Regions from separate parts of the Mus musculus genome. Here regions 1, 3 and 4 are each linked to region 2. Evidence: chromatin contacts called from public Hi-C and HiChIP or PLAC-seq data. All regions are on one chromosome and are shown on one strand. Each heading gives the region's core, a stretch centred on a gene start, on an enhancer-like site or on the middle of the called end of the contact. The rest is flanking DNA. Distances are from core to core; before and after follow the strand shown.

Evidence for each region. HiChIP or PLAC-seq counts read pairs in DNA pulled down with a chosen protein or histone mark. A called contact is a pair of places that touch in the nucleus more often than the background predicts.
Region 1: a Hi-C map of regulatory T cells shows a contact between it and region 2, with 3 times the contacts expected there. The contact joins two enhancer-like sites. A contact is called at or near these places in 1 of 39 promoter capture datasets (3T3-L1-derived adipocytes), 6 of 484 Hi-C or Micro-C datasets (CD4 T cells, Th2 cells, embryonic stem cells and 3 more) and 2 of 115 datasets of contacts at active chromatin or transcription factors (CD8 T cells and large pre-B cells).
Region 3: a RAD21 HiChIP or PLAC-seq map of pro-B cells shows a contact between it and region 2, with 8 times the contacts expected there. The contact joins two enhancer-like sites. A contact is called at or near these places in 1 of 15 datasets of contacts at CTCF or cohesin (pro-B cells), 1 of 484 Hi-C or Micro-C datasets (epidermal suprabasal cells) and 1 of 115 datasets of contacts at active chromatin or transcription factors (large pre-B cells).
Region 4: a contact with region 2 is called in a RAD21 HiChIP or PLAC-seq map of pro-B cells, with 6 times the contacts expected there. The contact joins two enhancer-like sites. A contact is called at or near these places in 1 of 15 datasets of contacts at CTCF or cohesin (pro-B cells), 2 of 484 Hi-C or Micro-C datasets (bone marrow-derived macrophages and embryonic fibroblasts) and 1 of 115 datasets of contacts at active chromatin or transcription factors (large pre-B cells).

The regions. Positions count from the first base shown.
Region 1 is chr15:62,239,722-62,247,461 of GRCm38.p6, reverse strand. It overlaps Pvt1 (Pvt1 oncogene), which reads right to left. Exons shown (of 5, transcript NR_132747.1): 3 at 5,165-5,288; 4 at 4,901-5,028. Among named protein-coding and RNA genes, the nearest start is that of Pvt1, 210 kb to the right of the region's middle. Within about 2 kb of position 1,896, at least 27 of the 459 cell types and tissues checked have an H3K27ac peak or open chromatin away from gene starts, as enhancers often do. A contact at or near this core is called in regulatory T cells, where this site is marked.
Region 2 is chr15:62,804,947-62,812,700 of GRCm38.p6, reverse strand. No RefSeq gene overlaps it. Among named protein-coding and RNA genes, the nearest start is that of Gm22521, 16 kb to the right of the region's middle. Within about 2 kb of position 3,165, at least 30 of the 459 cell types and tissues checked have an H3K27ac peak or open chromatin away from gene starts, as enhancers often do. A contact at or near this core is called in pro-B cells and regulatory T cells, where this site is marked.
Region 3 is chr15:62,101,933-62,109,586 of GRCm38.p6, reverse strand. The region is part of intron 1 of Pvt1 (Pvt1 oncogene); the gene reads right to left. Among named protein-coding and RNA genes, the nearest start is that of Pvt1, 68 kb to the right of the region's middle. Within about 2 kb of position 2,791, at least 151 of the 459 cell types and tissues checked have an H3K27ac peak or open chromatin away from gene starts, as enhancers often do. A contact at or near this core is called in pro-B cells, where this site is marked.
Region 4 is chr15:62,137,425-62,144,364 of GRCm38.p6, reverse strand. The region is part of intron 1 of Pvt1 (Pvt1 oncogene); the gene reads right to left. Among named protein-coding and RNA genes, the nearest start is that of Pvt1, 100 kb to the right of the region's middle. Within about 2 kb of position 5,089, at least 73 of the 459 cell types and tissues checked have an H3K27ac peak or open chromatin away from gene starts, as enhancers often do. A contact at or near this core is called in pro-B cells, where this site is marked.

The DNA of each region.
Region 1 (7,740 bases), core at 647-3,146, 560 kb after region 2:
ATACAGGAAGGAAGAAAAAGCTAAGAAATTACGGATTTTTTTGCTAACAAGAATTTGGATAAAAGAAAATTTCAACATGTAGTTGACAAGTTATGGAATAACCCAGGCATTGCTGGCAGAAAACAAGGGATGGGGGAAACTGAATGGCATCTATGTGGGTTTGGCTGTGGAGGGGCTATAGAATGGCAGATATCAAGTTATATAAAACAATTGTTCATATATTACAAAGGACCATGGGATTATAAATAAATAATGTTTTTTGTTTCTTATATTTTCAATATACTACTCAGATATGTACATAACTATTGGAGGTCTAGGATATAAAGAGCAAAAGGAGAGAAAACAAGAATAGGTAGTAAAGCTGGAAAGCTTAAGAATAGCAACCTTCACCTCATTTTTTAAGAGGTGGGGGGGCAAGGAACCCTTGCTTTTCATTCTTTAAATTTTACAAATTAGGGAGAACTTAGTCACAGCTGGAAGCTAGATGGCGGAGGACTGCTTATGCGAAACCAAAGTGAACCATCTGAAGTTCAGATGTTTGTTGGGGACAAAGCAAAGTCACCAGATGTGCTTCCAGCATGCAAACATCAATAGGAAGTGGACATCCACTGAGTGTGAGAGATTAATAATGTGCTTTCTGGCCCAGTCAACCTGCAAACCTCTACTTCTCCTAATTCCTTTCAGGGGACCTTCCGTCGGGAAATACATGGGAGAAAATGGAAATCTCTGCCTGTAAGTGTAGCCTGTCTACAACTTGAGATCTTTCCCATTGGGACATTTCTGATGGAGGAGAGGTATGCTACTCACAGAAGGAGACTAGAACAGCTGGTGTCAATCAAGCTCAACCAGTGCTGTGTGTGTATGTGTGTGTGTGTGTGTGTGTGTGTGTGTGTGTGTGTGTGTGTGTGAGCCCCAAGTGCTATTCCTTAGGGAAGCCCCTCGAAGAAAGGAGGTTTTTATAAGCTCAATTTAAGAGGTCAAGGGATTTAGATCTGAGTTTTCCCTACATCAAGTTTTTCCCATCAAGGATCTAGGAATCACAGGGTAGGTTGATTTATTTGTGAAAGTTTACAGGTTGTGAATATACATGGTATAAGGGCTGAGAATATGAATATGGAATGGGAGGAGACAGTTGGATTGATTGACGTACAAAGATATTCGAATACACGTCATGAAAGTCAGATATTAACAGCAGCAAGCATTCCATCATTCTCTAAGTCATAGCATCAACTGACCATGTACACATTGCCAATGAAATCATATCTATCCCCTTTGTCCCATTATGTGTATATCTCTTCCAGTTATCTGTAACTCAAAACCTCTAAAGTTTTGTGACAGAGTTTTGCCCTGTAACCCAGGCTTGTCTAGAATTCTTCACCTTTCTGCCCCTTCTCCCAAGTGATGGAATAACAGGTGGGTCCCATCACGCACAGGAAAATCATGATTTTAGTTTGTTTTTCCCAATTAAAAAAGGGAAAGGAATGGGTAGAGCACCTATTGAATAGCATGCTTCCTAGTGTACCCAGTTGGTAGGAAGCCGAGAATGGAAGAGGTTTAGCTATGTGTCCATAGCATCTGTATACAGAGAAATGTACTGGTTCATTCCTATAGAAATCTGCTCAACCCATAGAACACACAGGAGTGGAGGCACGCAGAGCCCCCAGATATCATCACAGAGTTACATCTCCTATGTATCTTTCCTTCCTCCTGACTTGCAACCACATCATCTACAGACTAAGGACCAGTTTTCCTGACAAACGGCAAGGCAAGCCTTCCCTGACAAGGCAACCCACCTTAGGCATATGAAGAACTGCTAGTGACCCTTGTGGGCCTGAGCTACATAGAGGGGGAATACCCTATTACTTAGGTTTCAGGATAGAAAAGCCTACCCAATGAGTCATAGTGGTTTAGAATTTCCTCTGGGCCATTCTTGTGGCTCTCTGTAGGGCTTGGGATGTGTCATCAAGGTCTAGAGCACCTGAAAATTCTCTTGTGAAACAGAACCTCCTGGGCTTTCGTGGTCTCTCAAGTCTTGTCATAGACTCATGAGATGACCTATCTGCAGGTGAGGGGAGACTTGAAACACAAGGTGAAATATTCCCAGTGGGTGTGGTTTTACAGTTTTGGTGTTATTTTGCCAAATATTTTACCCTTCACCATACCAGGCACATATAGGTCCTATCTTTGAATCTTCACATTTGTGTGGAGTGAATCTTAACATGGAGTGGCTATGGAAGCCAAAGATGGGAGAAGGATGATGTAACGGAAGAGACTAGTGAAGCATAGGCGATAAGAAAGTAGAAAGGGAGAATAGCAAGAATAGAAAGATGTAAGCAGAGATGGGGTGAGACATGGGGGAAATGAAGAGACAGGAGAGGTGAGAATTAACCAAAACAAGTGTATGCAAAAACCATATGGAAACCTCCCACATTAAGTCAATTCCAAATACCTTTAAAAAAAAATAAAAAGGTTACATTACCTATGACTCGAAAATGCTGCTTTAAAAGCAATGGGTTGCTAAAAGCACTATGACAGATGTGAGATCTATCACTAACTATGTGCTGCTTGTTAAGGAAGCTCTTGGCATTGCTACTGGCTGCTCACCAGAACTAGTTAATACCATTGCTGAAGACATCACAGACCACAGTTAGGAGATAAAAAGGAGTCAAGCTGGAAGTGAGGTGGGAACTTGCTCTCTGTTGGATGTCTTTCATAGTGCGGAGGAAGGCTGCTCTGCCAGCTCCTGAGAAAGAGAAGACAGCTCTTTTACCATCTGTGACCCCTATGAATCTGCCTGTTAAGATGCACCCATGTGGTACAGTAACGGTATGACGGATACGGTGGTAACCAAGTACTCCCTGACTGGACTTGAAACCTGCTTCATAGAAGGACCATATCACTCAGGTCTTAGGTTACACAGGGAACTTTACTACAATTATTTCATTAAAGTGATATGGAGTCAAGCTGCTTTTTAAGCATGCACATGCACATGCATGTGCACGTGCACACACACACACACACACACACACACACACACACACACACTCACTAAAAGACAAATGGCATGCCTGTCCTTAATCAAAGAAGTTTCCCTTTGCAATGAACTGTGGTAAATGCACAGATTCTTGCTTTTCAGAGGATGCTGAGAACACATAATTGTTGAGTTCTCAGTAGAATAACAACATTGTCCCCCAAGGTTCAGAGAATGTCCCAGAAGATGGTGTGAAAAGAATGTAAAGCCAGAAGATACAGGTAAGGGTTGTGATTGCTATTGTTTGGGCATGACACACACATTGCAATCATGATCTCACAGCTGCTGTGGTTGCCTACTCTGGTCCTTCCAAAACATGGCCTATCTATCATCAGTCAATCATGGATACATGAGAGACTCCACGGACCATATCCTACCCTGCTGAAATATTGGACACTGGTAGATTCCAGGAGAAGAGCAGACATTGTCTTGAGTAATGTACCCACAAGTGGACCCACCAGGCTCCAGTGGATAGTTGGAAATTTGTGGCTACACAGACACAAAGACAGAACTGCTTAAACAGAGTGGAGAACCTACACAGCAAAGGAATCCGCTCATAAGTCCGCAGTTCTCTGTGTGGATGTACACATAAATGCAAAGGAGAGGCCTGCAAAGATGGGCTCCAAAATGGTGACAAATTAGTCCCTAAGCAGAGATGACGATGAGGCAACAACGGTCAGCAAAGATGCGTGAAAAGCACCTCCGCCTTCTTGAAAAAGTTCTAAGATGAGCACACTCATTCAATAGTTATATAATAAAACACCGACTTTTAAAAAAGGAGAATATAGAAGTTGTACTTTGAGAACTCATCCATCCATCTATCCATTCATCATGCAAGCATTGATTCTAAGGTAGACATGTGACGGGAGACAATATAGTCCTGGTCCCCAAGCTGAGGTCTTAACTTTCAGGGAAAGAGAGTATATCGGGAAGCATGAGCTAGGCTACCTCTCTGTAGTTCATGAATTAAAGAAGACAGAGTTAGCAATACAAAGAAAGTGATCTCAGGCCAAAGATGCCTCAGAGGGTAATATACTTGACTTTAATACCTAATGACCTGAGCTGTATTCCAGAACCCACAGCGGCAGAATTTGATCTCATCTGTGTTGTGAGATATGAGCGTGTGCATACACACACACATACACCTCACACGTATACACATATACTTGGATATGCGAAAACAGAAAAAAAATGAAAAAAAAATCCATTTTATGAGAAATGTAGCCATCAAAACAGGATCTCAACTAAACTCTGTCATGGCTGCCATTTTGAAATAGAATAATTATGGCCAACAGTTAGCAGAACAAATCTGTGCAATTTGGAAGGAATTCTCACTGCCTTTGGCTTTAGTTAATTTGCCAAGAGATACCATGATATAAATAAAGGACAGCTCGCAGTTTCCAAATATTTGATCCTATAAAGGAGAGGGCTGCTTTCTTGCTTCATACATTGTGTCTTTGGTTGTTTTTTATTAGCACATAAGGCCAGAGACAGCAGGCTAGACCAGGGATGGCCACTATCAAAACTGCTGCTTTGATTTGGGTTTCTAACAACAGCTCATGGGAAATCTGCACTGTAAGAAAATGATAGCTATACAAACCTCCAAATAGTAAAAACATGAACCATTTGAACTGAATTGCCTAAAAGCTGAAATTGAGTGCAAATAATGCCTTGTAGCAATGGCTATAATTACCCTAATGGGATCCTTTGAAGATGGAGGCAGTTCAACAAGTGAGTTTAATTGAAAGTAAAATTTCTAGACTAATATTCCATCCAACTAAATTGAAAGAGGACTGCTCAGCCAATGACCAGAGCCCTGTAGAAAGTATTGAATATGGTGGGAGATGCCTAGGAAGGGGAGGGAAATACCTTCTTCACTCTTATCAGGATTTCTAGGCACCTTTCCCAGTTTCAGGAATCTTCTGTCTTCTGCAGAGCGTCTCATTCTCTTAGGGTCAGTATCATGGCTGGATCTATCACCTGAGCAAGTCTGTCTCCTACAGGGGTAAAAAAAAAAAGTCTGAAAAAGGAATCTAGACTTAGAAGATCAGGAGAAAAGCCACTAATCATCCAACACCTTATCTAGTATCATCTCTGGGCACACTGCATTCTGGCAAGTGCACACTTACCTACCAGCTCTGCAGAACTCAGCTGTCTTATAGGATTGCCTCCGGCATGAAGACTTCCATCTTTGCTATTTATCGTCTGTGTGACATCTGCTGAGTTACTTGGCATCTCTTAAGTCAACGCTTCACATCTGAAAAATTAAAACAGGAGTACTGTTATCATCACATATCCCAGGACACTGAGGAAGTTGAGCTGTGTACACACTCACTTGGTGCTCTAGACAGTGTTAGACACCATGTGAGGAGTGTTGAGTAGGGAGACCAGGGTCTTCTTTGACACTAGAATAAGTCTGTGAACAAGCAGCATCCTTGAGGCCTTGGAGCCTTTTATTTACAGAATTCAGCTTGGCACGGGAGGTGTTTAATGGGTCCTCCTGTGTCTGATATGAGTCTTCCCCCAGGTATATGGTTCTGTATCAGGTGATCACCAGAAGTTGAGTAAGTCTTGGAAGCATTAGTCTTCATGGTCAATGGCAGAGATGGCGCGCGCACGTGCGTGCGTGTGTGTGTGTGTGTGTGTGTGTGTGTGTGTGTGTGTGTGTGTGTAAAAGTATGGCTGAGAATGAATGCATTTTCCTGCTGAAGAGAGTCAGGATGCTAGTCCCTGTAATACTTTACCTCTTAAGAACCAGAGTGAGTAGGATGCTAAAAGGCTCATCTTTGGAACCAGGCGCTCTGGGCTTTAATTGTGGCTCTGATAATCAGAGGTGACTGATATTTGGTAAGTTGACTCCTCTTAGCCTTTCTGCTTCTCCACTTTTTAAAAGATGATAAAAAGTATCTAATATTTGGATGTATTCTAAGCCATTTATGTTATTAACCCACTGAGTACTTGAAACACACCACTATTATCTGTGGTATGCAAAGAAAGCCAAGGGATATCTCTGTGAGGTTACTTGCTTAAAGCCACCCTGCTAGTAAATGCCAGAAGTAAAATTCTTTTTAACTGGGCCTTGTGGATGCCAAGCAAGCACTCTGCTACCGAAGCCAATTCGCAGTCTGGAAGCAGGTTTCTTATTGGAACTTAGGTTTTGTCATGACACAGACAGACTCTTAGAAGACTGTCTGGAGACTTATGAGAACAAGGGACTGAAGCAGCCACCAAGCCACCTGGCAGTACTCAACAAACTTTAACAATTGGTGGCACTTGAGTGGTCTTCCCCTTTGGTCAGTCAGAAAATGCAAGGATTACCAGAGCATCATCCATGTGGTGGGTAGGAAGTGGAAGCAGCTACCTACAGAGATCCTAGCCCCTGACAGGTGTTCTTCCTTTCCTGTTGTGGCACAGGGCCAGAGTTGTGGTGTTCTGCCCTTGAAACTTTCTGTTGCATTCTCTCATTGGGGACATGCAGAAAACTCAACTTAAACAGCTATGGTGAAACAGGTCAGATGTCTGACTGGTATGAAGAATTTCTAAAGAACATTAGGTTTCTCAAACGAGCCAGACAGATCTAATCCCAAATGGTAACGGGCAGGTACCCCATTAACATATCACTTTTGAACTCCGAAAATGGTTAATCATACAGATGTGGGGAAGATTGCTAGCACAGGGAAGGCAGTGTGCACCTCTCAGAAATTGACCACAGTGGACAACTGATGCAGATTATTGGTTGCTGAGCAGCCTCTGCCCACTTGTTTATTTTATTTATTTATTTATTTATTTATTTATTTATTTATTTATTTATTTATTTTAGTAGGTTTGGGACAGACAGGGATGTGTTCAAAAGAACTATTTGATAATCAGAATGGTGAACCCTGGCATCAAGCAACCACAGCAATCCTGTCATCTGTGATGGGGACTGTTTGGTAGGACACCGGCACAAGCTACACAATAACCCAGATTAGGCGAAGTCTATAGGGAATTTCTGCAAAGGTTGGTCTTCTCTAATAAGATAGTCTGCCTACCTGATATCGGTTTTCACTAGAGATTCTCTCCCCCACCCCCTTTGGCAAGTAAGATGTGCAACACAAGAAGCAACCCAGAGCCCCGACATGATCATCATGGTAAATACACATCTTATCATACCAGGTGCCAGTGGGGCCATGGGGAAACAGAAACCACTGAGCATGGCTGATAGAAGTGTAAGTTAGTACAGTCATTCTGGAAAAGAGTATAACAACACTCATGAAATGAAAGGTGGCTGCAAGTTATGAGTCATTCACCTCATTGTAGGCTCCGCACCAGAGAGATGCTCCCACAGTCCCCAGCATGGGGATAGGGTGCTCATCATAAAACTAGACTCAGTCAGCCAGCATCCATCAACAGGGAATAGAAGAAGACAGGAGAAGAATGTCAGCCAAGGCCAATGGCAGAAAAGTAGGTCTCTCATATGAATCCAGGGTACCCAAAGCACTCAAACTGAATTACTATGGATTTAAATAGTTCATTGGTTAGAACCTTGGTCCTCCCTGGGGTAAGGTTGAAAGATGGTGAGAACATTAAGAGGTAGGAGAAGGATCATGAAATGTCCTTATAATCATCTCACAGCAGCTGGGAATGCCTGCCCTGAGCCTACACAAGGCAGGATCTATAGGCAGCTATTGATGGATGCAGGCGGGTCTCATGAGCTCCATCTCTGGATT
Region 2 (7,754 bases), core at 1,916-4,415:
CTCACCTTAATATTGTCTTCTTGTTCTCTGCATATTCTGAAATGCATCAACACTCAGTGACTTCCTTTAGGCAGATGGACAGTGATAATTTATACCACCATGGTTTCCTCAGCCCAAAAGCCACTCTCATCTGCTACAGCTATATTCACACAGCAAAACAATTTCCTTGCTAAATAAATAAATAAATAAATAAATCTGTCCATTTTTTTCTTCCTTGATAGCAGCTATGCTTATCTCAAGGGGATACTACTGGCTTTTTGCTGCTGTGCCTACACATGGCATGAGTCCCTCCCAAACCTAGCTATAAATTTCTTGAGGAAAGACACATTGTACACATCTTTGTAACCAATAAAGGTTGTTAGAACACAAGAAATATCCAATAAGTCTCGATTACTTGGTGATGTGTCTTGTTAGGAAAGTGTCAAAGCTATGTGAGGGAGCTCAGAAAGCTGTTTGACTATTCTCTGGCTTTCTGCCCTGCCTCAGTCACCATCTGTGTCAAAGAAGCTCTAGCTGGGTGGAACATGAGAGGATTAGCACAGCAATTAAGCCATAGTCTCAGCCAAGGAAAGTCATGAAAAAAAAGAAGAACTTTAAATTCCCTCGAGCACTTAAAAACATAATAGCAAGTTGATTTTTCATTTTAGCTCCTCTTTCCTGGAGGATTTGTTTCTTACTCAATTGTTCCAACTTTTATGTTTTAAAATAATTTGGTACTCAAAAATCTTTAGAGGAATTATATATTTTTAAAAACCCTATATGCTGTTAATCCAGACTACCACTTCTCAAATTTTTTTTATTTTTCTTCAGACAGAATTTGAACTCAGAATTATCCTCCCTTAGCTTCTCAGTTACTAAAGTACTTGTGTGCTCTACTGTGACAGTCTCCTTCTTCTTCCTCCTCCTCCTCTTCCTTGTCATCTTCCTCCTCCTCTCCCTTCTCTCTCTCCTCTCCCTCCTCCTCCTCCTCACCCTCCTCTTCCCCTACCCTTCTCTCCCTCCTTCTCCTCCCTTCTCTCTCTCTCCCTCCCCCTCTCCCTCCCCTCTTTCCCTACCCGTCACCCTCCCCCTTCCTCTCTCTCTTTCTCCTTTTGTTTCCCTCCCCCTTTTCTCCCTTTCTATATTTCTTTTTCTCCCTTTGTCTCCCACCCCTCTCTCCCTTTCTCCTCTTTGCCTCTCTCCCTCTTTTCTGCCCTTACCTCCCTCATGAAAGAGGTAATAGTAAGCTGCCAAATATTACACAAGCATTTCCTAAGAACAAGAACACTGACTTTGTAACAGTGAAAGGCATTCATTTCCATGTCATTGGACATTTAAGAAAAACATTACATTTGACAACAACACAGCATTTGTAATTGGCTAACAGATTATATTTTGATTTCACCAACTCTCCCAATAAATATCTCCCTGTCTCTTTCTTTCAACAGGTTTCTCTGTGTTCCCTTGGTTGCCTAGAACTCACTATGTAGACTAGGCTGTCCTGGACTTCACAGAGATCTACCTGTTTCTGCTTCCCAAATTCGAGGATTTAGAGGCATAAGATAGCTACATGTCTGGCTATTAATAAGTTGTAATAACAGTTATTCCTGGTCTAGGATCTAAGTTAAGACCACATATTATATTGTGATGCTGTGTGCTGTGTCTCTTCTTGTTCTTACTTGGGAATGGTCCCTAGTCCCTCCTGTTTTTTTTTTTGTTTGTTTGTTTGTTTGTTTGTTTTTTCCTCTCACTGGCTGTGAGTGTGTGTGTGTGAGTGATACATATGTGGGCACATGTGATTGCCCACATATGCAAATGTAGAGGAGAGGTTGGGGGTAGACTGTCAGTGTCATCCTCTAATTTCTCTCCAAATTTTTATTTAATTAGCGTTTCAATGAACCTGGAGCCCAGAGTTGCAGCTGGAAATTCAGCTGTCTTTGCTTTCCAGTGCTGCAGTAACAGATAATCATGGCGGCTCCCAGCTTTAGATATGGGCACTAATGATCGGATCACAGGTCTATATGCTTTCTCAGGCTGCCCTTTACTCACTGAGTCATTTTCCCAGACCAATACTAACACTTTTAGAGATTACTCAGCACTCATTTTTGTATACAGCTTTAGAGGTTGACTCCTAAGCCTCATATATTTTAGCAATTAGATTTCATTTACACATCTTGGCCATAAGCATTCCCAAGTAATGTCAGCACATCTCATTAGGAATCACCTGTTATCAGTTCATTCCAACTTCAGCATTGTTTTCTAACAGATAATTTAATGAACACAATCAGAGAAAAAGGGACTTTGCACTGATGAAGTCTGACACCACACTTTATCCAATTACTCAAAGTTAGCATTACTAAAAGCTGAGGTTTTTTTTTTTTTTTTTAGATATTATTTAAAAGTAGTTCAGTTATTTTAACAACTTATTTGCCACCCATGAAAAATAACACATTATGAGAAAATGCATGAGAAAAGTGACTTTCATGTTTGTAGGAATAAATATTTATTTGACACTCAGAGCGTAATGCAGAAAATAAATTTTGTTGATGTTCAATTAACTCTGACTCCTTACTAATAAATGTCTCGCTATCAACACTTGCATATTCCTAAGGCCTGTGTGCAGATGAAAAAGCAAGACTAGCTGGAGAGACGGCTTAGTGGTTAAGAGCACTGACTGCTCTTCCAGAGGTCCTGAGCTCAATTCCTAGCAACCACGTGGAGGCTCACAACCATCTGTAATGGGTTCTGATGTCCTCTTCTGGTGTGGTCTGACAGTGTACTCACATATATAAAATAAATAAATCTTAAAAAAAAAAAACACAAGTAAGCTGACCAAGATAAATAGATTCTAATTCCATGTTCAATACCAGTTCTCTTCTGTCTTTGCCTATTTATTCAGAAACAATGGCAACATGGTCATACATATTGGAAAATCATTGAATGAAATGATGATGAAAGTCATAGACTAATTCTATTGTTAACACATTATTAAAATAGTAATTCAGAGACAAAATATATACAATTCCCTGGGATTAGAAAATTGAAGTGAAGACTAAGGTCCACGATAAAAAAAAAAATTCATTTTTGCTTTGCATAGTCACAGACTTCTAATGAGTCACATAGGCTGATGACCTGGATGCAAGTATTTTTTTAGAGCCTAGCCCCAGCTTGCAAGCTCTAACACCATTTTTCAGAGAAAGCAGGAAGTTGTATTTCTCTGTAGCTATGAACATAAAAGCAACTGCTATATATAGTACTTTAAGAGAAGCCTCCACAAGCGAGTCAAACTTCCTTTTCTTAATAATTTTGAAGTTCTAGATAACCTTTCTTTTTGGCGGGAATCTCATTAAGCAAGTTTTCATAGTAGATGGGAGGAAATGGAGGTCAGGGTGACATATATAAAGCACTTTCCACAAGGAAGATGTCATGTGGAGCCAGACAAGCAGAGGGAGACTGCAAAGCCATTTACCCATTTTACTTGAGCTGGGTAAATGCGATTCTCTTTCTTTCATATTTGGTCTTCAGTGCAACTCACCTGCATGTGTGAAGCTAGAGAGTAGGAAAAGATGTTTTGTAGTTTGCAATATTGTCTATTAATGGAAGTCGCTAACTGATATTTTAGTTGACACCCAATTAGAGAGAATATGGATGGGTTGAAAAACACCTTTCAAGGAGACTAAGCCATGAACACGGACAAACTATTGGAGTCTGGGGTGGGGTAGGGGAATGATTTGCAACGCCTAATAGAAGTCATTAACAGAGTATGTAATCTTTTACCTCTTTGCCCTTCTGAGAGGACATTTCCCCTCATTTTCCTTCTTGTCTTTCCTCACTTCTCCATGAGGTAGTGGAGATCTTTGGAGTAGAGCTCAGCATCTCCTTTCACACACAGGGCAGACAACAGATAGGGACTTAGACTCTGCAGTCAAGCACACTTAGATTTGAACACATGTCCTCCTTTTGAAAATGTGTGTGATCTGAGGCAAACAAGTGTCCTATTTCTTTATCTGCAAAACTGAAACAGGATAACGGTCTCACAGAAATGCATACAAAATTCTTAGACATAGGAAGCTCTGAGAATGCCTCCAATGCCTGTTATTCTTACTGACTTTATCTACACTGTGGTGGCTATCATTATCGTCTCCAACACCACGGTCTTCTTTAATCATTTTTGAAGAGTAAAACAGGAAGTTCATGGGTTTGAAGATTTTAATATCTTACTAAATTGTCACTTCGTCACTTTTTATATGTTTAGAAGTATATCTTGATCCATTTCCTTAAAGGAATTTGCTTTAAAAAATTTTATCAAGAGACTTATTTGATAGAGATTTTTTTTAATCAAGAGAGGATGTGAATTTGCATGAAGGAAGTACTAACAGGAATGTCTGTGCATCCCTACCTCAACACCTGGGCCAGCTGGGCCAGCTGGACCCAGGTAATGGCCTAAAGCAAACTAGTTAGGGAATCCCCTAACTAGGGATTGCCACCTGTGGCTTTTGGCAATATACTGATTAGTTTCTGCTTGCTATAGGGCAACTATGCAGTGTTAAGCACTGTGCCTTCCTTATTCCTAAGAATATAGATACCATTTTCATAATACTCTCTAAGCCCTAGGTTACTCTATCTAGACCATAGATGCCTCTAGAATAGGCTTTGCTGATCTGTGTGTTTTTAGGTCCAAGTGCATTGCCTTGCCTGGTGTCTAGAAGAAAGAATTACCGGAATGATGATCTGACAACTCTTACCTTATCTTTTCTCAGTCTCATTTTTCTGTTCCTCTTTTATCACAGAAGAGTCAAATACACTGGAATAGAGTCACCAATGTAAATAAACTCTCCTAAAATGTGCATGCAAACACACACACACACACACACACACACACACACACACACACACACATTCAACCAGCAAAGATAATCTGTTCAAGAGGTAGTGGGATAATATGATTGTTATTATGTTTACAATCTCTCCTCAAAGGAGCATGTAATAGCAATAAGAGCAATAAGATTCAGATGGACTTTAGGTCCTCAGCCCTAATATGGTCTTTCTAGTCAAGGGCTTGCAACTCTTTCTCGGTGTTCTTGATCTGGGGAAGCCCCAGGCAGGTGATTTACCACAGAGAACTACCCTGTTTCCACAAGAAGGATTGCTTGCATTCTTCTCTCAAGCCTTTCTTGGTGAAAAGTGCAAACACACCTCTTCCTTGTCATTCACAGATCTCAGGGGTCTTCCCCTTTCTCTTTCTCCTAACCCAGCTTTAGAATGTGAGTTCATTTTGGGCATTAGTGAGATGCATATTAATTCTAAAATAAAAAGCATAGTCTATATCTAATTGTAAATAGATGAGTCCTCCATGTTGCTGTATTGTCTTTTGTCTCCTAGATTAGTTTTATTTTTCCCAAACGAGAAATTAAAAAGTGTTTGCTTTGAGGCTAGTGGATGGTACATATTAGGTCTAGGAACAGAAACATGTTACATATTGAGATCATGTGAGTGTGCATGTGCACTTGGGAAATAGATAAAATCTTTGTACCGGGCATCATGCAGCACATTATATAATACTATGTCTGTCTGTCTATCTGACTGTCCATCTGTCTATCTGTCTGTCTGTCTGTCTCTCTCTCTCTCTCTCTCTCTCTCTCTCTCTCTCTCTGTGTGTGTGTGTGTGCATGCACACATTCATCTTACTCATCTTTGTGTTTCTCTCTGTGCTGATCACTATCTCATGAATCTTTTTGGCAAAGGAAGGTAAGTTTAATGATGGAGACATGTTGTGCATGCCTTGACAAAGGTTTCTTTATTTTTCTTTATTTTTTATTGGTTATTTTATTTATTTACATTTCAAATGTTAACTCCCTTCCCAGTTTTCCCTTTACAAGCCCTTCCCTCCTGCTTCTATGAGGGTGTTCCCCCACCTATCCACCCACTCCCTAGCATTCCCCTATACTGGGGCATCGAGCCTTCACAGGACCAAGGGCCTCTCCTTTCCCATTGATGCCCAACAAGGCCATTATTTGCTATGTATGCAGCTGGAGCCATGGGTCCCTCCATGGGTACTCTTTGGTTGAAAGTTTCTTTTTAAAATTGAATATCATTCATTTGTCTTGTGACAGATTGACGCATGGAAATGATGCACCTTGGGCATATGCATCTTAACTGTTCTCTCCTACTTACCCCAGATATGCCCAACTATTCCTTCCCAACTCCCCAAGGTATCCATTCCCAGTACTCTCTTCTCCCCACTTCACACTGTCTCCTTAACCCCCTGATCTCAGTGGGTTCTGGCTGTTAGAATGTAGACCCATTGTGTTGGCTTGATCATTTGCAGTGAGTTCATGAGTACAATGTCCACATCATGTCCTAAAGACAGCATTTTACAACACTATTTCCTATCCTTTAACTTTATATATTCTCTCTGTCCCTCTCCTACGATCTTACTTGAGCCTTGAGAATGGCAGTACAGATGTCCCTCTTCTTGTTTAGCATCCAGTAGAAATTTATCTTCAGCAATTTGACCAGTTGCAAGTCTCTACTTTGACCACTGCTCTCCACATAGAGAAGCAATCTCTGGACAAGGATAAAGGCAACCATAGGTTATGGGTATAAATGTAAATACTTAGATGGCAATTTGACAGCATGTGGTTTAGCAAAATAAGAGTAGTAGGATCCTTCTTCTGTGACCTTCTGAGCCATAGGCTTTTGACAATGTTTACAGTAGCAGGCCTGAATTCATTCATTCATTACATTTGGAAGCCTCAAATCCAATCCAAATGTCATATGTTACTCCTATAACCTTCATGTCACTATTGTACCAGCACACACATCTTAGCTAGTAGGTCTGTAGATTACAGAGTTGGCAGCAGGAATACCATTGATTTTGTTTTCTCCCATAGTGGCCTGCATAGCATTACAGATATTAGCGAATTAATAGGAAGTTATGAGGTTAGTTCCAGACTTGCTTTTCTATGTTCTACAACAGAAGTATATTGTATCTTTGGCAATATACTCTCCCTATTTAGTTCTGATTGGCAACCAAGAGCAGTGGCAATAGTTTATGTCATTCAGAGGGAACTCTAGGATCTCTCTGACTGATAACTCATGGTAAAATATCCCTGACATGGTACTAAGTTTTTAATTTAGTAAGTTGTGTCTTCTAGAGTAATCATTATGCCCTTGCAAGTATATGTGCATGCAAGTGCAAACTCCTATTTTATAAATTATATTTTAATGAGTTTATAAAAAGTGGGTTTCTATTGAGGTTTTACATATTTGTTTAGTGTTTTCCAAACTAATATCCACCCCTCCTCTTCCTTTACTTTCCCCCCCATATCCACTTAAAGTTTTAACTCCTATAATCTTTTCTTTTATTTTCATATCATATGTTTATATGTGTTCTACTATGTTCTCTCTAAATGGGGTTTCTTTCTTTCTTTCTTTCTTTCTTTCTTTCTTTCTTTCTTTCTTCCTTCCTTCCTTCCTTCCTTCCTTCCTTCCTTCCTTCCTTTCATCTTTTGGAAGAGGAGTGTTGAGACAGGGTTTCTCTGTGTAGGCCTGGCTGTCCTGGAACTCTGTAGACCAGGCTGCCCTCAAACTCACAAAGATCTGCCTGCCTCTCCACCCCTAGAGCTGGGATTAAAGTTGTATTCCATCACCATCAAGCTAAAGACGGTTTCTTAAGAGGTTCATTTAATGGAGTGTTCCTTGGATCCTGGGGTATACAAATGAGTCTGTAAGTAAAGAGCCAATGGTTGCTAATCTATATGACATGTTTGCTT
Region 3 (7,654 bases), core at 1,542-4,041, 700 kb after region 2:
CACCGAAAGCATAAAGAATTCTCTCCAAACCAGTGGTTCTCAACCCAGTACTGAGACCCTTTAATACACTTCCTCGTAAAACTATTCCCCCACCATCATAAAATTATTTCATTGCTACTGTAATTTTGCTACTGTTATGAATCATAATATAAATATCTGATACGCAGGTTAGCTGATATTCAGCCAGGGGGGAGGGGGGTGCCCCCATCTATAGGTTGAGAACATATGCCGTCTGCCCAGCCTGACTCAACTCCAGCCCCAGTCTCAGCCGTAATGCTCAAGCCCTGTGGAAATCCCTAAAGTCTGTTTTTCTCAGGTGGAGGAAGGAGGACTGAAGGTTTTAAGGGCATAAGAAGCCAACGACAGGAGAAAGTCGCATCACATACACCTCCAGCCCCAGGAGAAAAACTTCCTCCTTCGGCTGACCCTAGCTTCCAGCTTGACCGTCTCCTAAGCATATACCTATGGAAGTCATAAGCCTCACTCTCAACTCTAGAGTGGAGACACACAACCCTTCCAAAGGAGTGCCGGACTGAATTACGCAGTTGTTCCAAAGGACCATGCTCACATCTATGTTCGGTGGGGCTACAAGGAAACCACCGTGGGCCACCCTCCCACCAGATGAACTCTGCTGCAGCATAAAGTCGGTGTACATCTAGGGTCTGTGAATAACAGCATATCATAAACACAGGACTCTGTATGCGTGGAACTTTTAGGCCTGCCTAGAAGTTCATCATGGGAACACAAGACCAAGAAGCCCATCCCAAGCAGACCCTATGTCAAGTTCCACTTTGGCAGCTGAACGGTGACCTGAGCATTGTGACCTGAACATTGTGCTAGCTCCTACTGGGGCTATCACTCTCCTTGGGGCAGCCTGGCACTACAGTTAACATCCCTGGATTCTACCAACCTTGTAACCCCTAAGGAGTCAAGATTCCCCGTCAGTCCGATGTAGAACCAAAAAGGCCTCGGTTGTCAAATCCATTACTCTCTCCCTCTGGCTAACCATTGCAGACTTGATGCTCAGCCTGCCCATGGGCTGCAGGAGCTATGAACCTTAACCTACTGTCCAAGCCGAGCCACTGCTTACCCGGCTTGGCTTAGAAACAGAAGTTTCTAAAGGAACCAACACTCACCCTCCCCAGAAGCTGCCCTGCTCTGGCATGGTCCTGACCCTGTGCAAAGCATCAGGCACATATTCAGCACATAGTGCCTGTTGTGAGCCTCAACACCAACCCTGTGACAGAAGAGAATACTAACTTCAGTCATGCCAAAGAGAGAAGGGAAGGGAACTGGATTGTCACTGGCCCTGAGTCACATAGGGTAGTAGAGATTGAAACTCAGAACAGCCACCTGCTGACACACATGGTACCAAACATCTGGTCCCGTGGTGTTCTCCGCTCTTGGCATAGAGCCAAGAAAGGATTGTGTCTATCTTCCCTATGGAACTGCCAGTGTCTTAATGAATTAACCATCACATCTTCATTTATCATCCTTGTAGGGTGAGAGGCCAGTACCAGGTATACACTAAGTCTCAGAGACATAGTCATCCCCCTCAGGCCTTGGCCTTCGAGGTATTTAGGGTCTAGACAGAAATAAGACCCTTCAATCAGTAAGTACCCATCAACATAGGCAAGGGTAGCTCCAGAGGGGATTTTCTTTTTATTATTATTTTAACTTAGAGGGGCTGGTGAGATGGCTCAGTGGGTAAGAGCACCCCGACTACTCTTCTGAAGGTCCTGAGTTCAAATCCCAGCAACCACATGGTAGCTCACAACCATCTGTAACGAGATCTGACGCCCTCTTCTGGAGCTGTCTGAAGACAGCTACAGTGTACATCCATATAATAAATAAATAGATAGATAAACAAATAAATAAATAAATCTTTAAGAAAAAAAGAAAAAGAAAGAAACATTAACTCGAACAACTTCTATTTTTTGTCTTTCTCCCACAGGCGCCCAGCGTCATACCAGACACATAGACAGACACGGAAGACAGCAGATCTCTTCCTAGCAGCCACATCAACAGACAGCCCTCAACCAGCATCCAGGACAGCTTGGTGTAAAGACAGGAACATACCAGAAACACTGCATTGAAAGGAGATGGGTCTTAGGGGCTTACATTTTAGAGGGAGCTCCAGGTAGCCCGAGAGATGACAACAAACATTCTCATTGAGTCAAGGGTAGAGATACAATCCTCTTAGTTTCGGTCCTTGTTTTCAGTGGGCATCCAGGCTGAAGAATCCATCCAGCTACTTGTAACATCTCCAGGCAAGCCAGGTGTAATACTCCGGAATTTGTATCCACCAGAATTACTCCCCAGGAAACTGCATCTTACTGTAAATCCACAGGGTTCAGGAAGTCTCCAGAGAGGTCCCAGCAGACACGGCCTGCTGATGGAGGGCATCTTCTTACCGTAGTAGAGTTAAGAAAATCAGACCTGAGACAAGGGAGAAGAAAACCACTTTGGCACAATCACAGACTACAGTAGCAATCAACAATTCTTCCTTATATCTGACCCTGACCTGTCCACAGAGGAATGTGCTTAAAAAAAAAAAAATATATATATATATATATATATGGGTGAGTGGAAGGCCTAGGGGTAAAGGAAGGGTATGGTGTGGGGAAAGCCTTCATCGACGGACACTGGGTCCCAGTCGCTAACCCTCCAGGCAGGAGAGCCTCAGAGTTGGCTGGGAGGAGAATAGGGCCTGCCTGAACCAACAGTATGGATGAGGGAGAGAGAGCGTCAGTCTCTGGCTTGCTTTGGCTGACAGAAGGCCAGGCCTGGCACCCAGCCAAGCTCCCCTGCAGGTCTGAAAGGTCCCAGCAGGGAGCTACTAGGCTTAGAGGCTTAGGGGTCAGCTGGTCGGAAGTCAGGCTTTGTTTTGTTTCTTTTTAAAAGCAACCACAAAAGGCTGGCCTGGCTCCAAGTTCTGCCCTACTGCCTGAGCTGCTTCTCCAGGACAGGGCCTAGGGGCTCTTACTCTTATTTATTCAGCTATTCCTGGGCCCTTCTAGACTGGTCCAGCTACTAAGCTGGTCTCCTCAATCCAGTGTTTTCACATTATCCTAGAAACCACAGAGGCTGGGGCCTGACCTTCCCTAACCACCTAAGAGCGCTAGTGGCACTTCGCAGAGCATCTGTCATTCATCCCACTAGAAGCATTTCCCAGTGAAGTTCCTAGAATATTGGGGGGGGGGGGGGCACCAGGGCACAGACAGTAAGTGTGATGCACTATAGGAAGAGAACAGCAGACGCCAGGTAGGCAGTCACCTGTCTTCCCAATCAGAGGCCCGATCCAGCATCCTGCATTACCTTAAGAAGAGTACCTACCCAAGATGGCTATGATTAAAATTTTAGACATTTCCTACATATACAATCTCATTTCATCGACACATACACACACACAGGGAAGGAGGGAGGGAGGGAGAGAGGGAGAGGGAGAGGGAGAGATCGAGCTATGAATTATAAATGGTTATTATTTGGTTGCAGAATTTGAGGCCCAGGGTAGCAACCAGGGGAGTCCAGCAGCTGACTCTCAGACCTGGAGTCCATTTAATCTCTAAGAGGGGGAAGAGACATGCAGAGGAAAGACACAGCTGTGGTTCTCAGCACAACCTCAGTTAGCAATAAGGGGGCAAAGACATAGTTAAACATTTACAGAGGCCAACAGACAAATCTCAAGCCCTGAAGGAAAGTTTACGTTGCTGGATCAAGTCCGTTAAAGTTCTAGGACCTGAAGAAGAATTCTCACATGACTGGGTGAGCATTCCTCTCATCAAGGGGTGGTTCCTGACCAAGAACAGAGCCAGTGAGGATGCTCAGGAGAAAAGATAATTCATCGTACTCTTGTCTGTCAGAAAACATCAAGGCGGGGCTTGCCACACCAGGGCTTCAAGTGTCTTCAACCCTGAATGTCTGTCTCTCTAGAAGGGTACAGACGCTATAAGATAAGCTTTAAAACCACACGGAGAATCCAAGGAGCAATGAGCACCAACTGAGTCTCAGCGGTGTATAGCACTTACTGCAAAGATCAATGAGGCTGCAGAGAGCGGCGGACAAAGAAAGACCACAGGAATGTGTATTTACCATGACACACACACACACACACACACACACACAAAAAAAAAAAAAAAAAAACCTAAATAAACCTCTCTGTGCTCTTAGAAGCCAAGACAAGTGGTGCAACAAGCCTGGTGGCATGAGTTCAATCCTTGGAACCCACATACAGGGTAGAAGGAAAGAGCCAATTCCACAAAGTTCTCCTTGGATGTGTGCATGCACACACAAATGAAGAGCAATAGTTAATTAAAATAGCAAAAGAAGAAAGCAAAACTAAGTTACACTGAGTAACTGGTGTGGGAGCAGACCTTCTGAAAGGGGTAATACTCTGTCTATCCAGGTGCTTGCTGGCTCCACATCTGACTGTGCATGTGCCCACTTATGTGCTTGAGCTGCTAGTGTGCGTGTGTGTGTGTGTGTGTGTGTGTGTGTGTGTGTGTGTGAAAGAGGGCTTACACTTTTTAAGACTTTCCTGGGAAAGTATACCACGGGACCATCAAGACATAGAAACAGGCCCTCTGACTTGAGAATGGGCATCTACAGGGGCTCCCGGACTCTCCACACCATCTTGTCACAAGCTGCTGCTGTCAGCTGGCCGTGCCTGGAAGACATCCAGGGGGTGGCTTCATCAGGAAGCAAGCTCTGGCTTTGTGACACAGAAAATTGCCCCACGAGAAAGCACAGCCCCGGGGTCCTTTCTCTTGGCTGTGCCTCTTTCCTCTCTGTCTCCCAGACTGTCAGGCCCAAATGTGTCACTTCCTTTTTGACCACCCTCCCTCCTAGGTATTTGTACCAGCTGACGCCTGCAAGCAGATACTGATGAGAACCGCAGGCTGCTTCAGTGTCCTACCCACCAGCAATAGAGCAAAGGGCTTTGTGTCTGAACTCCCTTGAACACGGGTCCAGGGGATGCTTTGCAAGCTGCAGGGGTAACACAAGGTGCTACAGTTAGCAGAAAATGAAGCTCAGAAGTCTTCCCCAGTACCCATTTTGTGTCCCAGTGTGTCCCCATTCTTCCATGACACTACATATAAGTACACACACATATGAGTGTCTCACTCCCCTTCTCTAACTTCTAGAACTGTCCAACAATATCAGTCTCCAACCCGGGAAGTAGAAGTCCATCAGAATGCCTGAATAACGAACGCAGCCCACGGACCACAGTACTGACTGCAGGGGCTAGCAAATGGTCCTGGGAGGGAAGGCTGGCCCAGCCTCACTGCCTCCCACAAATACCCCCTCAATTGGAAAATTACAGCCTCTTAAACTTGACAATGAAGACATCTCCTTTCCTTCCTCCCTGACGCACAGAAGCAGCAGTCATGGAGACCAGGTACTTGTATGCCAAAGTCTAGGTCTTGTCTACACTAGAAAGACATTTCAGGGTCTGCTCTCAGACAACACTGTAACTATCCTTCTGTAGACAGACTTCATTTTCCCTTCCTTTCCTTTCTTCCCCAAGCTGCTGCCTTAACAGAGATCAGCTGTTTCAGGATGCACAAGCTTTCTAGCACTGGCTCCTTCTCACACTCAGGGAATGGAATATGAATTGGGTCAGGGACCCAATAAGCCAGAGTGTGAAGACCTTCGGGCCTCTAGCACATCCTTTGAAAGTATGTCTTTGAGGCACTGAGAGATGCTGTTCCTGGATTCAGAACTGGGTTTAGTTATTGGCACAGCATCTGGAATTCTAGTTTTAAGGGATGTGCCACCCTCTTCTGACCTTCACTCACACTAGGCACACACATGGTACACATACAAACATATAGACAAAACATCCATATCCATAGAATAAAATAAAGTTAGGAAGGAAGGAAGGAAGGAAGGAGGAAGGGAGGGAAGGAGGGAGGGAGGGAGGGAGGGAGGGAGGGAGGGAGGGAGGGAGGGAGGGAGGGAGGGAGGGAGGGAGGGAAGACAGAAAGGCAGAAAGAGAAAAGAATCTCTTTGGCCTGAAGAGATGGTTCAGTGGTTAAGAGGACTAGTTACTCATTTTGTGTTCTTGTTTTTCGAGACAGGGTTTCTCTGTGTAGCCCTGGCTGTCCTGGAACTCACTCTGTAGACCAGGCTGGCCTCGAACTCAGAAATCTGCCTGCCTCTGCCTCCCAAGTGCTGGGATTAATTTAAAGGCGTGCTCCACCACTGCCCACTGGTTACTCTTCCAGAGGTCCTGAGTTCAATTCCCAGCAACAATACAGTGGCTCACAAGCAGCAATAATAGGATCCAATGCTTTCTTCTGTCACATAGGCATATACATTGAACATTCATATACATAAATAAATTTTAAAACTTTTATCTTTGTTCAGTTAAAAACAACAAATGTCCCCTGGGTTCATCTGTTGAGATCTACAAAAAGGACAGGATGTAAAACAATGCACGCAGAGCCACCATCACCCTGGACAGCTGGGACTCCCGTACATGAGGCTCATGCGATGCTTACATGGACTCACTGGAGTTTCACAAAGGGTGTGAAGATTTACCTTGGTCTTCAACCTAACCCACCGAGGAGCACCAGGAAGATCATCAGACCACATTTAGAGTGTTGGTGAGGGTGTGCACAGAAAGGATTAACTAAGGGAGTGAGATCCGCTTTGAGCGTGGGCATTTCCATCCCAAGGACTTGGATCTGTGTGGAAGAAATGGGAAAGGCAGCCTGGAGCAGGCATCTGCTTTTTCCTGGCTGCTACTGGCACGACTGTCCTGCAGCAAAGGGCCAAAATGGACTGAGCCCTCTGAAACAGTGAGCTAAACTATCTCTGGGATGGCTACTCTTGGTTGTCAACTTGAATATATGTATCTATATATATACATATTCATTCTATAAGTTCTGTTCCTCTAGAGAACCCTAACTAATACAAAACCCTTCTCTCTTTATTTTTTTCCCCCTTGGGTATTTGTTCATAGAGATAATAAAACTGACTCCCACAAAGGGTTTGGTTTCCTTATTTACAGGACTGCTCAGATCAGAGTGGGCAAGAAGCCACTGCAGTTCCCAGGGGGTCTCCACGTCTTAGCCTAGGAGAACAGATCCTACCACCACTAGAGAAGCTGGGAAAGGAATTAGGACAAACCTCAGTGCTTAGTTCTCACCCGGCCACTAAGAATCTTGAGTATGAGAAGGGCTCAGAGGCCTCTGGGCCACAGGAAGTTGAGGAAGAAAGTAGTCAGCTCCCTGCAGGCTGGAAGGAGACCACAGGCATGTCAAGAAAGGGAAGGGTTAGTATAGAGCAAAGAGGATGAGTTACTTCATCAGACTCTCTGCTTAACCGTCAGGTCACAGTGATGCTACCTCCGAAAGCTCACGTCCACCGAGCATCATGGAGACTGGAGGCCTCGCACACCAACAGCCACAACACAATGAAACCTCCTAACACCTTTACCAGGCAGGAACCAGCCCCATATCTACAGCACAGGTCAGAAAGGCAGAATGAGTCACAGGAGCGATAGGATGAACGGGAATGAAGAAGGCTCCATATCCAAGCCCTTACACATTCCATGGCAGCCACCACCGTACAGGACGTCCGTGTCACACGACAACCTTCTTCTGGTTCATCCATTCCCTCAGCGACTTCTGACCCCAAGACTAATCAA
Region 4 (6,940 bases), core at 3,840-6,339, 670 kb after region 2:
GAAAAAACAAAAAGTGAGCGCCAGCACTCATCTCACTGTGCCTGAGGATGGACCGTGACCAGCTGTCAAGTTCCTGTCAAGTTCATCATCACTACCCTGTGATGATGGATTGTACTCTTGAACCGTGAGCTAGAAATGACTCTTTTCTTCCTTTACATTTGTTTCTTGGGAGGTTTTTTTAATAACAGCAACAAGACATATAACTTAAAGCAAAGCTCAACAAGGGAAGACCGGTTCAGCTAGCCCATGGAGCTGCTGGGACACGAGGCCGCAGGCTGAGCATAATGGGGAAGAGATGGCAGATTCATTCACCCACTTGAGGAGACCACAATTAGTCAGAGGCATGCTGGGCCTGGTCAGAGTGCTCAAATAAACATTCACAGGACCAAAGTAATAAGCATTGGTGTTACAGAGATAAATCCTTTAGCAGGGACACGGGACCCCAGAAAACCGGAAGGACATCGTTCCCATCATGAGAACAAGGACAGCAAACAGTCACTGAGGGTATACTACTGACCAGTTCCAACAGGGATGGTCAGAAGTTGAACGCTGGATATATCATGAGCTCTGACCTAAATATTCTGAGTATTCCCCATGTTTGAATGGACTGAATACTCACATTTTCTAAATGCTGAATACTGAATTTTCATAGCAACCATCATAAGGCATGGTGGCAGAATAATATCTCTCACTCAGAAAGCAAACTATTCTAAGTTGGGGATCATCTACAGAATTACTCTTTTGAATACTTGAAATAGTGACCATGACTATAAAAAAGGAGTGGGGTCCAGTAGGAAGGGCACTTTACCTAAAGGAGACCACTCCCCTCTAGACTCTGAGGACCCCGGAGGTGTGCAGGAATGCATAACCCCTCAGATGTTCCCTTAAGCTTGTTCCTGCCATCTCTTATTCACACGGGCCACCTAACTAGACAAGGACCATCACATCATTGTGATGGTAGGAGCATGACATCTAGGAGCAGGAGATGGCTCTAGAAAATACTATTGGCTAGAAGAGTAAAGGGCATGTGGGCCACTGAGAACCAAATGCAGATTTTATGGACCACAATGCTCAAGGAATTGAAGTTCCAGTGTATCCTGCACCTGGCTGAGATGGCTTTTAATGTGTCCTTTGTCCAGTCACTTCAGACCATATTCTATCTACCACACACTGCTCCTTCTGATATCTCAACAGATTGCTTCCACGGAGCATCTCTGCTCCATCCATACCTCATCAGGGCACAGAGCCCTAACTTATTTCCCTACACATGAGGATCCTTTATTAATGGTTGTTAAATGAGGAAGGGTGGGATGGGGGAAAGTACCACTGAAGAGGTGCTCTTTCCGCCTCAGTAACCATTGGCTTACAGAGAGAGGAAAGCCATCGCCTCCAGCCCCTCATCCAACAACAGAGACTGTAAAAGTAAAAGGCATGCCTGTATCCCACAACACCACGGCTTCATCCTTGACATCACCCCTAACAAAACAATGCACCTGTCACAGGAGGACCCTTGGACAAAGCAATAAAAATGGAGTTGGAATTTAGTTCATGTCCAGCAAAGCATAAATCTTTCTGTTCTGCGCATTATGGTCTTGCAGCTTCCAGAACAAATGACACCACTTTTTAAAAGGGTCATTTTCCTCTAAACACTTGAAGAAAACAAATGTCAGAACCCCAACGGGATCTTCAATTTGAGTTCATGCCATCTGTCTTGCTAGAGGCTTTCAAATATATGCATTTGTGAAACCACAGGACATAACTGCAAGGTAAGGCTTTCCTTTATACCCCTAAGCTGTCCACACTCAGGAGCATCTCCCTTTATCAACTGAAACAGCTCTGCTCAGGGGCTGTGGATAGGGATAGGGTTGTGCCTTTTGAAACCATGGAACATCATCTGTAGTCAAGAAGACATATAATACAATTTGGCTCGCTCCACCCCAAAATGGGACATCCTCTGGGACCTATAGCCTACTAGGCCACACTCCCTCTGTGGAAACCACTGTTTTTAATTTTGCTCACAGGTGACTACAACTGCCATCACTGGCAGTTTGAACTGAAAAAGCTGAGGTACACTATTTCTGAAATGGCATAAGGGGCCAACACAGGTCATTGGATTCACCCTACCCCTGCCCTATATAAGGACACCCTTATTCTCCATATGGTTTCATTCCTTGAGCATCCCATCAGAGAAGTCACAAGTAGAGGACACAAAGCCGGTGATGTCCAGCTGGCTTCAGTCTTGAGGGGATGAAGGTGCCTTAGAAGAAGAACCAGAACAAGAAGTGGGTAAGAAGAAACTAATGGGCTCAGGTACAGATGTTCAAGCAGCTGCAAGCCAGACACAGCCCATAAAGGGTCATGATTCAGGGTAATAAAGAAACTGGGATTCATATCGTACCTCAGTCTTAGTGAGAATCAAAAGTACCTTTCCTTTCTGAGCTTTGAGTTTGGCCTCTGTACATTACAGATGATAATGCCCTAATATACATTTTTTTAATTAGATGACATGGTCAGCAATCTTATGAATTGCCGGTGAGGCTGCTATTGGTGGGGCAAGCAGGTGCAATGTATCCATGGAAGCAGGATAAATATCTTAAGGAAAAGGAACTGAGTCAAGTGATGTAAGGTAATTGTATGAGGAGGCTACAGAAGACAGAATTGAGTAGAGAGGTGGCTGGATCTGTAGTTACAATGGGAACTGGGAGCTGGACATGTATGTCTTCCTCTACCTGAAAGCCACTTTCTGTGTCAAACTCTCCAAAGGTCCAAGTCAGTGTGCATACAGAGATGCCTTTTCTCAGGGGCTCTGTCACTAAGAGAATCCGTGGCCAGCAAGGTGCCTGAGAAGAGATTACTGGTTGGGTGGTCGCTAGCTCGGCAAAGGTGAAGCCAAGCCAGATGATGCAATAAGCATGGTCCTGTGCAAGAATTGGAAGCAAACGCTCCCATTCCAGGGAAAGCTCCCTTCCCAATGTGGCCTGTTGCTTGTACACCAGATGCATGATGGAATTCAACAGGCCGGAAAGGATGCAGCAACACAGCTAACCCACACTGTCCCTGCTGGTCTTTGAGGATGGACTGTCTCTGAGGAAGGAGCAATGTCTCCAAGCCCAGCACATGGGATGAAAGTAATGTTCATACAACAATAATCCAGGTCCAGAGAGCAACCAGTCAGGATCAGAGCAGCCAAAGAAGCCAGGGCGAGTGAGACCCAATGCAAGGAGCATTGGGGTGTGTCCAACTGAACAGAGCAGAGGCCTAGCCTGAAGTGTTTCTATCTGGAAAAAGCAACCTTCCTAATTCTTGTCTTGTCTTGACTCTTCACTCAGCACCCACCACCCTGAAGAGCCACTTGCCCGCATTTCACAATATGTCCTCGTGGCCATGGCACCCAGCAACACTGTTCAGAAACATCTCATGGCTGGTGAGTTGAGCTCTGGGTCAAGCTTATCCAAACTAGGGCATTGTAAGCACACATGCTGGTTGGTCACTCCCTCCTCCATGTGAAGGACCTGGCTGTGATGGTTGTTCTCATTAATCCTAGGAAGTAAGTATTGTGATCATCACACTTGCCAGGTAAGAAACTGAGGCTTAGCAAGATACAGTACCTCCCAGGTCACACGGCCGGAGGCTCTGTGTCACTAGGCCATCATTGCTTCACCTTGTATGTTCTACATAGGCCAGACGATGGACTTGTGTATGATTCTGATAGCTCCCGGCTATATTGACTGGAGACAAGGCATTTTGTCTCTTTGAAACTTCATTTACTCCTTTACAACAAGAAATACAGGATCTGTCACTCGCAGGCTGAATTCATACTGAGAAATGAATGAAAATGCCTACCTTGGGGTTCAGCACACAACAGATACTGTCTAGAAATATCTAGAATAGAAAAATTGAAATATAGAATAACTAGAATAGAGAATAGAATATCTAGAATAGAAAAGACTGACATGTGTACACATGCATACACAGACAGACAGACAGACAGACACAGAGACAGACAGACAGAGATACACCTAGCTGGCCTCTCTGAATAGGCATCAAATTAACCTGTAGAAGAACAGTGAAGACAGGTGAATGTGCTGCTGTCCATGCAATCAACGAGCTAATAGGCACCCCTGCTTACTTCCTTCTTATTGGGGAGGGGGTGGGGGAGACTTAAATGAAGAAAAGAAAATTTAAATAGGGACAGTTGGATCCCAGCATATGCAGCATATGCAGAAGCAACAGCAGCACAAACAGAACAAAACTCCAGCCCTGCCTGCCCCAGAAGTGACTGTCAGTCAGTCCTACCCCAGCACTGCTTCTCCAGGGAGCAGCTGGCAAGCCACCATCACGAAGCCAGCAGTCTGTATGTTGCAGGCCCACAAATCCCAGCTCTCAGGATACGAAGCAGGGAGGATCATTTCACAGTTATCCCTCGACTACACAGTGAGTTTGAGGCCAGCCTAGGTGACACGAGATAGGGTCTCTGAAACATAAAATGAATTGAAAATCACTTTAACTTTCCCCACATCCCTCAAGAATAGATTCTCCCTCCCAAGAAGGGAGTCCCCATAATTTCAGGAAGCATCTAAAGACTTTTAAACCTTACAGAGCTCGTAAAGACAATAGTCCAGAATTTCCAGCTCAAAGCTTGGGAGAAACATTTGCATTTGTCTTTTCCTCAATTGAAATTCTCAAGGTAACTGAACCAAGGCTGCTCATCTCTCCTCTCTTTCTCTAGAATGCCCATCGTGACGGCTCAGGGGCACCCTCAGGCAGCTTCCCTGCCACTCAGATCTCAGACACCCGAAGCAGCACAGGGAGGTGGTATTCCTAGGAAATCTGTGTGACAGAAGCAGGAAGCAGGGCAAAGTGGCCCTGCCGAGTTTTCCAGAGGAAATGAGTCAAGGGGTGTTATGCAGTCACACATGGCCAGGCGAGGAAACGGCATTGTCTGGGGACCAGCACACAGAGCCTTATATAAGGGGCACCCTCTCACTTTCTGGCTGTGGCCGTATTTGGGGATTGGCAGACCCATGAGAAGGGGCACCTCTGGCCTATGTAAACAAGAGCTGCATTAGGGTGGCAGGCAGAGGTCTGGGTGTGGATTCTCACTGGCTCAATGCTAGGGAGGAAACTGACTCACATGTCTTCATGCTGAGCCACACACTGGTTAGGCTGCTGCTCTGAGGACAGACTACCAGTCTCCATCTGCACAAAGTATGCCTTCAATACATGCCAATCTGGGTCCTAAGGAAAAAACACGGTGCCACCCTATCACAGACAGAGAAGTAAAGCAGAAAGACACAGGGTCCTAAGGCTGCAGGAAAGTCTGGCCAGGGGTCCCTGGCAGTGTAGGAGAGGAAAACAAATGGCTGGAGTTCACAAGACATCTTCGAAATGAGCACACCTTCTCACAGAAATGAGACATCTTCGAAATGCCCCACAAGCAGCAAGCACAGAGAGACAGGAAGTCAGAAACACAGCAATCCTGCTGCATGAACCAGAGTGGCCCCTTACCACATTGAGCAGATTCTACAAATCCAACGGAATCAATTCAGTGGATGCAGCCCTTGATATAGTACAGAAGAGGAGAGAGAATCAGCTGCAAAGAAAGGGATTCTCTGGAAGGCCGCACGTGCAGACCAGCTTTGCAGCGCCCACACATACATGTGCAAACACATACACCTTCTTTTCAAAAGCTGAAGCCAGGTCTCTGGCTGAACTCAATCCTCCATGGACTTTGAAGAATCAGCATTGAAGCCGCACAGTGCTTGTGTGCGCCTTTAATCCCAGCACTGGGGAGGCAGGGGCAGGTGCATCTCTTGAGTTTGAGGCCAGCCTGCTCTACAGAGGGAGTTCCAGGACAGTCAGAGCTACACAAAGAAACCCTGTCTCAGAAAGAAAGAAAGAAAGAAAGAAAGAAAGAAAGAAAGAAAGAAAGAAAGAAAGAAAGAAAGAAAGAAAGAAAGAAAGAAAGAAAGAGGGAGGGAGGGAGGGAGGGAGGTAGGGAGGGAGGGAGGGAGGGAGGGAGGGAGGGAGGGAAGGAGGGAAGGAAGGAAGGAAGGAAGGAAGGAAGGAAGGAAGGAAGGAAGGAAGGAAGGAAAAGAAAAACAAACAAACAAAAAAATCAGAATTGAAGCCAGGTTTGTTTGAGGTTTCATCAAAGGGAAAAAAAATTCAGAGAGTTTTAGAAAGTTGGAGGTGCAGGACAAAATATTTGGTCCCTGTGTCATGTTAGCAGAGAACCTGACCTCATGCCTCATCACTCCTGTGTGCTGTGTATGAGTTTCCCACCTCAAGGACCCTGGGAGAAGTCTACTTCAAGGTAAAATCTAAGGCAGACACTGATGTGTAACTGACATCTGTCAATTCCCGCTCAAGCTCACAGCTATCTGGATTTCAGTTTCGGAGCCCGTCCCCACATCTCTGCGGACTCCTTCCTTCTGGCCCTATTCCAGCATCCTGCCTTAGCTCTCATGATCTTGCTATATCAGCCCTTTTTATCGAAGCATGGCTCCCCGTGTGAGCTGTCAAAAGCATTTCCCCATGACAAGCTCATACTATGTACCTTTATTAGCCCTTTTCCCTTTGCATGATTGCAAAGTGAGATACGAGACGGAGAAAGTTTCCTGGAAGAAAGTCCTTCATCTATGTCAAGGGTGATAACAACCTCCGTTTCATCATTTCTAGTGGGACGAGGCAAGATGGAGGTTGGTGGTTTATGGCTTAGGGAGGGATGGGGCAGTCTGCTGGTCTTGAGAGCCACTAGTTGCTCTCCAGCCAAGTAGAGCCCAGCATCATCCGCCCATGCCAGCTTTGCTTACAAATAAAAAAGGAGGAAAGAAAACCCTCACAGTTTAGCTTCAAAGGACCTTTCATGCCTTGCCAGGCCTCTGCCTTCGCCTCACCACGCCTCTGTCGCAAAGTACAATACATATGTTTATCTTGC